Regions from separate parts of the Sus scrofa genome. Here region 1 is linked to region 2. A link is a contact called in public promoter capture Hi-C data. All regions are on one chromosome and are shown on one strand. The core of a region is the stretch at or near the end of the contact, and the rest is flanking DNA. Distances in the headings are between cores, read along the strand shown. Region 1 holds the start of ATM (ATM serine/threonine kinase). Region 2 holds the start of CUL5 (cullin-5).

Evidence for each region. Promoter capture Hi-C pulls out the DNA fragments that hold promoters and counts their contacts.
Region 1: a contact with region 2 is called in a promoter capture Hi-C map of liver, with 5 times the contacts expected there. The contact joins the promoter of ATM here to the promoter of CUL5 in region 2. A contact is called at or near these places in 2 of 5 promoter capture datasets (fetal liver and liver), 3 of 47 Hi-C or Micro-C datasets (heart right ventricle and skeletal muscle) and 2 of 2 datasets of contacts at active chromatin or transcription factors (alveolar macrophages and skeletal muscle).

What each region holds. Positions count from the first base shown.
Region 1 is chr9:36,617,909-36,622,088 of Sscrofa11.1, reverse strand. ATM (ATM serine/threonine kinase) reads right to left here and starts at 1,431. Exons shown (of 64, transcript NM_001123080.1): 1 at 1,184-1,431; 2 at 739-924. LOC100627195 (protein NPAT) reads left to right here and starts at 1,574. Exons shown (of 18, transcript XM_021062741.1): 1 at 1,574-1,814. The coding sequence starts at 1,778.
Region 2 is chr9:36,417,674-36,422,280 of Sscrofa11.1, reverse strand. CUL5 (cullin-5) reads right to left here and starts at 2,475. Exons shown (of 19, transcript XM_005667298.3): 1 at 1,959-2,475. The coding sequence starts at 1,982.

The DNA.
Region 1 (4,180 bases), core at 182-2,681, 200 kb before region 2:
TCTCTCTAAACCTCAGTTTTCTCAATGATAAAATGAAAAACCACATTAGAATTGAACTAGAACTTCAAAGTTACTTTAAAGATTGATGTACATGTTTAACACACTGCCTGGGACATAGCAAATGCTCAATAAATATCAGCAATTATCATTATTCCCTTCTTTTCTGTTTCGCATCTCTTTTAATGGTTCTTTTTCCACCCACACCTGAAAGAATATCCTTGTCTCCTTGCTTCTCAATTTTCTCCCAGTTAAGACCATATCCCAGTAAGAGCATATGTTCAACATGTTGAAAATGCCCAAATGTACTTCATTACATGCAGGACCTCTCTCTTCTCCTTTTTTTCCATTTTTTAAAGTTTTATGGAAGGACAGTTGATTCACATGTTGTGGTAACTTCTGCTGTACTGCAAAGTGATTCAGTTATACATGTACACACATCCATTCTCTTTCCATTTCTTTTCCAACATAGATTACCACAGAATATCGGGTAATGTTCTCTGTGAGGCTCTCCCTAGAGCTTCAGGAACCTTCCACACGTTATGCCTTCATATGCATTTACCCTTCTGTCTGTAAGGCTCCCACCTCCCTCCAGGGCAGTTTAACACTGAAATCTCACTGCAAACTGAAACTGATTCTCCCAGGCCGTTTCCACAGAACTTCATTCACTCCTCTTCCATCACAATGTTCTTCTATCACATTATCACTCTGAATTGTAACAGTCTTTTTACTTCTCTGTACCTGGTAAAAAACAGCAAACACTCTTGAGTGGTGACACAGGATAGGATGATGACGAGATAGATGGTACAGCGAGATCACACAGCCAGCTGACAGAACCCCAACTCCGGGAGTGTGATTCCAGAGCCCAAGCTCTTAACCACGAAACTTCAGTTTAAGCCTCAACGAATCACTCGTTGACTTAAACTACTAATTATGACAGGGGAGAAAAAGATGATTAGTTAAGCCATCTAGTTAATTTCTGGGCACAGAGGCAGGGGACGCACAGGAAGGTTCAAGGCTAAGTCCACCAGAGGCACGAAAAGAGAGCTGGAGAAAGCAATGAGTACCAGAGTCCCGTCAAGATGAGGTGGGGAGAGGAGTAAAGGGGCGCATATGGGGGCTGGGACAGAGCGGCCCGGAGGCATCTTAATTCCCCAACGCAGACGCCACTACACGGCTTACGCACCAAGACGGCTGGACTGGACAACCAAGTGGAATCCCTGGTGGCGGCGTAGCCGCAGACCAAATCCCCGCTCCACTCCCAGCAGCAGCCCGAGCCACCTGTCCACGCACTGATCCCGCTTCCGACCAAACTCAGCGTGGCCACGCAGCGTGCGTCCCGGGCGGAAGCGGTAGAGGTGCGGAGCGTTCGGGTACGGTCCGCCCACGCGCGCCGGACACCAAACACTCTCCCAAAACACCGGGCTCGGAAGGGAACGCGCCTGCGCACTGTCTGCCAATGGCATGCGACCCTGCAGCCACGCTCTCCCTGCGGCTTGGTCTCCAACGCTCGCGCCCCGCCTCCTCGCCCCCTTGACCCCACCCGCCAAACGTGAGCACGGAAATGACGTCAGTGCCAGGGAGAACGGAGGCGGGTTTCATTTCGGCGCCTTTCTTTCTCCCGCGGAAGCGATTGGCTGGCGTGGAGCAAAAGAGGCGGGACAAATTGCAGCGGGGTTCAGTGCCGCCACCGGGACCGGGAGATGCGGCGCAGGAGCCGTCGCTGTTGGCTTTTACCTGAGTCTCGTCTCTCACTGCGGGTACTCCTGCGGCTTGGATCATGCTGCTACCCTCGGACGTAGCCCGGCTGGTATTGGGTAAGCGTTGACGCGGTAGAGAGGGAGACCGGACCGGGCTGAGCTGGACGGAAGGACCCTCGGGGCCAAAGGTTTCCCCAGGGAGGGAAGCTCTGGGGCTTTGCCTCCCCGTCTCCGAGTTCAGGCTGGCGGTGGTTCTTCAGCCGGGGGCTCGGGCGGTTCGGGCTTTGTGTGTGGACACTCCTCTCCTTCGAGGTTGCGTGATGAGGAGAGGCTGAAGGAAGCCCGGAGTGGAACACCTGAAGCCGGGATTGGAGGGAAAGTCAGGCCTACACTTAATTAGGACCCTGCCGGGAAGCTGCTACGTGATGCACCGACGGCTTCACCTTGGCACACTGCACTTTGTCAGAATTGGGACCAAAGTAGGAAAGAGAGGGACTTCCCCCAGCCCCCTCCCCCCAGCTTTGTAGAAAGACATTCCTGACGCCCTTCTCGTAACTCGCCCTTAGAACTGCGAATTTGGGACGAATGGGTGATCTTCCTTCCTTATCCCGTCCCTCCGCAAGAAGTCGTCCAGTGTAGAGGTTTGAAACGCTAATTGCATACTTTCTGACGGCAGCAGCTCGGGTTCTTTTAATTAACAAGAATTTTCACAGGGGAAATGCCTTCCATTTGAACATTTCTAGTCCTAGTTAGTTTTTCCTCATTTTGAAAACAGTTTAGTTCCACGGCCAGTTGTCAGGGTACATTGTATGGGAAACGGGTTTTGTTATTTGTCGTCTGAAAGAATAGAGGATTGTACTGCTAGGAATGAAAGCCACATAAAGCTTAAAACTCGAGCCAGTGATTTACAGGCATCGTATGTAAATGGTAAACATCTGTAATGAAACTTCCCATGGAATCTACAGCCATTACTTTATTGTCACAAAATCCCATTTCTTGCTACTTTTTAAAGAACTCAGCCCTGCCCCTCCCCTCCAGTGGCTTTCGTGCACAGGTTTCTGATAAGTACATTTTACAGAAAACATTAGAGGGTAATCTGTTTTTGGAGAAAATAGTGACTTATACTAGTATTTTGTTAATGTTTGATTAATACTTTGCCGAGTTTATCAGAACTAAATATCAACAGTTAACTTCTATATCTTAGAGAAAAAGCCATTTCTCTTGTAATTATGTGCAAACAGATCCAAAGTAGACTTGCACAAATTCATAATAACATTGACATACTTTATTTTTCACTCTATACAAATTGTTTGCTTAAGGATTTTTTGAGTTTTGGGGGTTTGGTAATCCAGTTGAGTTTCAGTAACTATAGCCTTTAGGGTTTTTCACCCTTAGCACTATTGACATTTAAGGCCAAATAATTATTTATAATGGGGAGCTATCCTGTACATTGTGGAATGTTTAGCCGCATCCTTGGCTTCGATCCATTAGATGCCAGTAGGACCCCAGTCCCGGTCTCCACCCACTCGTGGCAACAAAATTAGTGTCCAGATATTGCCACTTATGCTCCCTGGAGGGGAAGAATCACTGAACCTAAGAAAGTAGTTTGGGAGTTCCTGTCGTGGCTCAGCAGAAACAAATCTGACTAGTATCCATGAGGACGCAGGTTCCATCCCTGCCCTTGCTCAGTGGGTTAAGGATCTGGCATTGCAGTGAGCTGTGGTATAGGCCCCAGACGTGGCTCAGATCTGGTGTTGCTGTGGCTGCAGCATATGCCAGCAGCTACAGCTCCCGTTCAACCCCTAACCTAGAAATTTCCATATGCCACGGATGTGACCCTAAAAAGACCAAAAAAAAGAAAGCTGTATGATTTTTCTGTAGAAGCAATGCTGAGTAGGTATGTTATGAGCCACATGGGAAGTCCAGGAAAGCTGTATGATTTTCTAACTGGAATAATTTATAGCAAACTTGTTAGTATTTATTCTCCACAAATTAGCTGCTTTCCTAGACTTCCTCCTTCTTTTAATGGATTAAAAACCACAGTCATCGTTTCTTATCCCTAAATTCTTAGTTGTCATTCACATTTCATGAATATGTGAGATAGGCCTCACAATATGTCTCCCATTACTTCTCTTTTGGACTGTTGTCGTGGCTTCTCATGTAGTTGTGGAATTCATCTTACCTACTGTTAGAAAAGTCTGCATAAAACATCCGCACTACACCTCCTATTCTGAAAGTTGAAAGGTTTGTGCACTTACCAACAATTTCAGGTTACACGAAGGAATATGTAATGTGAAAAAAAGTAATCTCACGCTCACCCTTCTTATTGTTTCTTTTAGCATTATCATATCAGCACAAAGATCTGTGATCACAAAACTTAGTGGCTTAAAATATTAACAGTTTAGTTATTTGCTCATGATTCTGTCAGTACTCCCTCCCCATCTTTAGCGCCTCTCATTATTGCCCTCTTCATCATGTTCTTT
Region 2 (4,607 bases), core at 1,226-3,725:
TCCGATTAGGAACCATGAGGTTGCGGGTTCGGTTCCTGCCCTTGCTCAGTGGGTTAAGGATCCGGCATTGCCATGAGCTGTGGTGTAGGTTGCAGACGTGGCTCGGATCTCGCGTTGCTGTGGCTCTGGTGTAGGCCGGTGGCTACAGCTCCGATTGGACCCCTAGCCTGGGAACCTCCATATGCCGCAGGAGCGGCCCAAGAAGTAGCAAAAAGACCAAAAAAAAAAAAAAAAATAGTAATGAATGAAGTAGCTTCAGACTTACATGTCCTCCAAATAATCCTTTTTAAGGCTTTGTATGGAGTAGAACAGAATAAAGTGACTTGCTCTTTTCTGAGAGGTAATTCTGCGGGGGGAAGACCTTGTTTTACAGCAACAAGTCAAAAATTCACAAAGAGGAGTTCTCCTGTGGTGCAGCAGGTTAAGCATTGTCAGTGAAGCAGCATGGGTGGCTGCTGTGGTGTGGGTTTGATTCCTGGCCCAGGAACTTCCACATGACATGGCCAAAAAGAAAAAGAAAAATCACAAAGAATGAGGTATCGAATTACTTCTTGAACACATTTCAATTAACAATGCAATTGTTTTCTATGCATTAACAAGAGTCTTCAGAACTTAAACAAGTTTTCTTTCAGAATTAATATATTAGAACTTTGCTGTACTCTCATAAAAGGGTAGAGTAGAATAGGTTACTCAATTCCCATGAACTTGTTTTCTTAGAGAAACAGCAGAAATAGTAACTCCAGTAATTTATGTGTATTGTGTACTAATTAAATGCTAGACATTGTTTTAAGATTTTTACATTATTAACTCAATTTTCACAATGCTTCTATTGAAGTGAGCTATTGACAATTCCATTGTATTGATGAAAAAACTCCCGCACAGAGAGGTTTAGAAACTTCCCCAAAGTCATATAGCTTCTAAGTGGCAGAAATTCAGTCTAGTTCTAGGTCCTCCCCTTTTAAAAGAAGATACATTGCCTCTTAAATCTGTAAGTTAGGTCTACATTTTATAAGACAGTCTCATCTATTAGACAGTTAATATTAGTAGTCTAAAGAGAACATGAATGGTTACAGTAATTTTATATCTGCCACTCTATTATTTTGTTATCCATCCACAGTCTGAAGGCATGATAGGTTTGACGGAGGAGTTCAGCCTTTGCACTGTGTTCCCTAAGTTCATCACTACCCCCAATTCAGTCAATACTTTTAAAGCAAAAGGTTCCTACTACAAACACCGCATAGAAGAAACTAGTGTTATGCCTTCTTCCTTCTCCTCCAAACTTTGTAAATGATGGTAGACCTGCCCCTCTGGCCCTAGATCTCCCTCTCTATCCCAAATATAGAAAACTAACTTTAACCGTTTTCTTTCATAAGGCAAGTTTCCCAAGCCCTAAAACGATGGCAGTGCTTCCTCAGCAGTACTGGGGTTGAGGAACAGAGTCCTAAAACATGAACTCGAGAAAGGGAGAAAGGGAGGGAAGGTGCGGCGTGCAGGAAAGGGAGGGAGCAGGGCGGCGGGCACTGCCCTGGGTCTTGGAATTTCGTGCAGACAGGAGAACAGAAATTGAGGAGGTGGGGGTCGAGGCATTAAAACCAGTTCGGCCACATTTTCCTGGATCTTCCTTTTATGCGTCCTGGACTCTCGCTTCAGAAGAACCGAGACCCTGGGAACGCCACCTGGCCGAGCCGTCCGGGCACAGCACTGTCCTCCGGGGTCCCGAAGGCACGGCCCCCAGCCCGCCGCCGCCTCACAGCCGCCGACCCGCGGGCGGACGACCGGCCTCCCGACCCCAAGGCCGAAGACCTAAGTCTGGCCCTCGGCGGCAGCCTCCCGACGTCCCTTCCCGCAGACAACTCCCGAACATTCGCACACTTCGCCGCGGAACCTAAGCCAAGCCCTTCCCTCAGAGCTGAACCAGCAGCCCCGGAGTAAAAACCAAGCCGGACGGAGGATCTTACCTTTAACAGATTAGACGTCGCCATGTTCCTTCAACTTGGACTCTCGCGAGACGGCGCGAGACTTGGCGGCGCTCCGGGTCAGGCCGCGACTGCAGGCCGGGCTCCCACCTGGGCCAGCGGCCCGCGAGGCGGTGGGTGCCAGGCGGCGTGCCGACCGCGCCGACCTCCCCTCAGGCAGCTGGAGCTTCCTCCCGCTTTCCCCTACATGGTCACCGGAGCTTCCCCGCACGAAAGAGCGCATGCAAACGCCCCGGGAGCCGCAAACGGCGAAGGGTGAGACGGTAACCGGAGCCGACCTGAATTGGAAGAGGAAGCATCGACCCCACAACCCTACCCCCTCCTTCGGATTAGCTTTTGTGGTTGCACCGCAGAGGCCCCCGGCAACGAATTTAGCTCGGCTTAGGCCCGGCAGCTCAGGGTCGGTGGCCGCATCACGTGACGCGGCGGGCGGGGGCGCGCTCGGGAGCGAGCTGTGGAGCCTGGACGCCTCGGTGGGCAGAGAGGCTGCGGGGAGGGCGCGCGCGCCCCCTGCTGGCAGGACTGAACGTCTTCCCTCCTTTCCGGCCTCCGGGGTTCCGGGGAACAGCCAATGAAACGCTTATAATGGGTGTCTCCAGTAGAACTGGCACCCAGTAAATATGTATTTGCGTGAGTGAACGAATACACACACGTATTAACTATTAATATTTCTACTCAAGAGTGCCTGGCACTGAAATACTCGATAAGAGTTTGTTCAGGTAATGCATAACAACCTTGGATTACCTGAAGACACAGTAAAGATATTAAACCATAAGCTCATAAGCTTTATCCCTTCAAACCTCAAACTACTGGCCAAAGAAAAAGAATATCATTTACATGTGGAATCTAGAATATCTATCTATCTATATATATATTTTTTTGGAGGGGGGCTGTTTTAGGGCCACACTCAGGGCATATGAGGGTTCCCAGGCTAGGGGTGGAATCAGAGCTACAGCTGCCAGCCTATGCCACAGCCATAGCATTGCCAGATCTGAGCCTAATTTATGACCTACATCACAGTTCACAGCAAAGCCAGATCCTTAATACACTGAGCCAGGCCAGGGATAGAACCTGCATCCTAGTTGGTTCATTAACTGCTGAGCCAGAGGAAACTCCTAGAATATTTTATTATACATGTTTCCAAGCAGTATTCATTCATACATTCATAATACATTAGAAGTAAATAAGAGCTATAGAGTAAAATAAAGCAGGGAAGGGGGCTGAAGCTTGGAATTTATTTTATTTTATTTTTGTCTTTTTAGGGCCACACCCAGTGGCATGTGGAAGTTCCCAGGCTAGGGATCAAATCGAAACTGTAGCTACCAGCCCACACCACTGCCACAGCAATGCTGAATCCCAGCTTTGTCTGCGAACTGCATCACAGCTTATGGCAATGCCAGATCCTTAACCCACTGAGCAAGGCCAGGGATCGAACCCTCACCATGGATACTAATTGGATTCATTACCACTGAGCCATGATGAGGACTCCCTGAAGCTTGCAATTTAAATAGAGGGATCTAAGTAGGGCTCACAGAGAAGATCGCATTTGAACAAAGTACTGAAAGAGAGAGGGAGCAGGCCAGGACATATGTGGGAGGAGAGCATTCCAGACAGGGATGCACAGGGGCAAGTTGCCCAGAGTGTCAGAGGAACAGTAAGAAAGTTGGTGTATTCAGAGCAGGGAGATTAAGGGGAGCATAAGGCCTTATAGGGCCTTGTAGACCACTGGAAAGACTGACTTTTATTCTAAGATGTGCGACCATTGCCAGCTTTTGAACAAGGGAGTGGCATGATCAGACTCCCATTTCAACATGATCATTTGACTGCTGTGTAGTGAATACAAGGAGAAGAGTAATTTAGAAAATGCTTGTATGAGCTTATGAAATCAATCACGCCACCTAGGTGCCCCACACTTTACAATGGTTTATTAGAGTAATCTAAGCATGATTAAACAATGAATATGCAGTAGAACAAGGATTCAGAGCTACTAGGCCTATAATGTCCTGCCAGAAGGTCAACATAGGGATGCCTCTTAGAGGTCAATAGGTTCTGGGTTTGAAAACTGGTTCAATTCCAAAAACTGGGCAAGGGTCATGACTCTTTATTGGGATGACTGCCCTGAACCACCTGATCATTCATCCTTGCTTCCTTTTGATGGCATCGACTGAGTATACCAGTTTGGCTGTCCATGTATTTTACAACAGGGACACTGTATTTGTCAGGGTTCTCCAGAGATACAGAACCAATTCAGTATGTTTTATATATAATTTATTGTGAGGAATTGGCTCATGTGATCTTGGAACTTGACAAGTGCAGAATCTGCAGGGTGGGCTGGCAAGGCTGGAGATCCAGGAAAGCCGATATTCCAGCTCAAGTACAAAAGCCATCTGCTGTATAGAACCAGGAAGAGTCTATGTTGTAGACAAAATCCAAAGGCATTCTGCAGGAGAATTCTTTCTTGCTCAAAGAATGCTGGTCTCTTTGTCCTATTCAGGCCTTCAACTGATTGGATGAGTCCTGCTCACGTTATGGAGGACAATCTGCTTTACTCAACATCCACTGATTTAAAATCTAACTTCATCCAAAAATTACCCTCACAGAAACTTCGAATAACATTTGATCAAATATCTG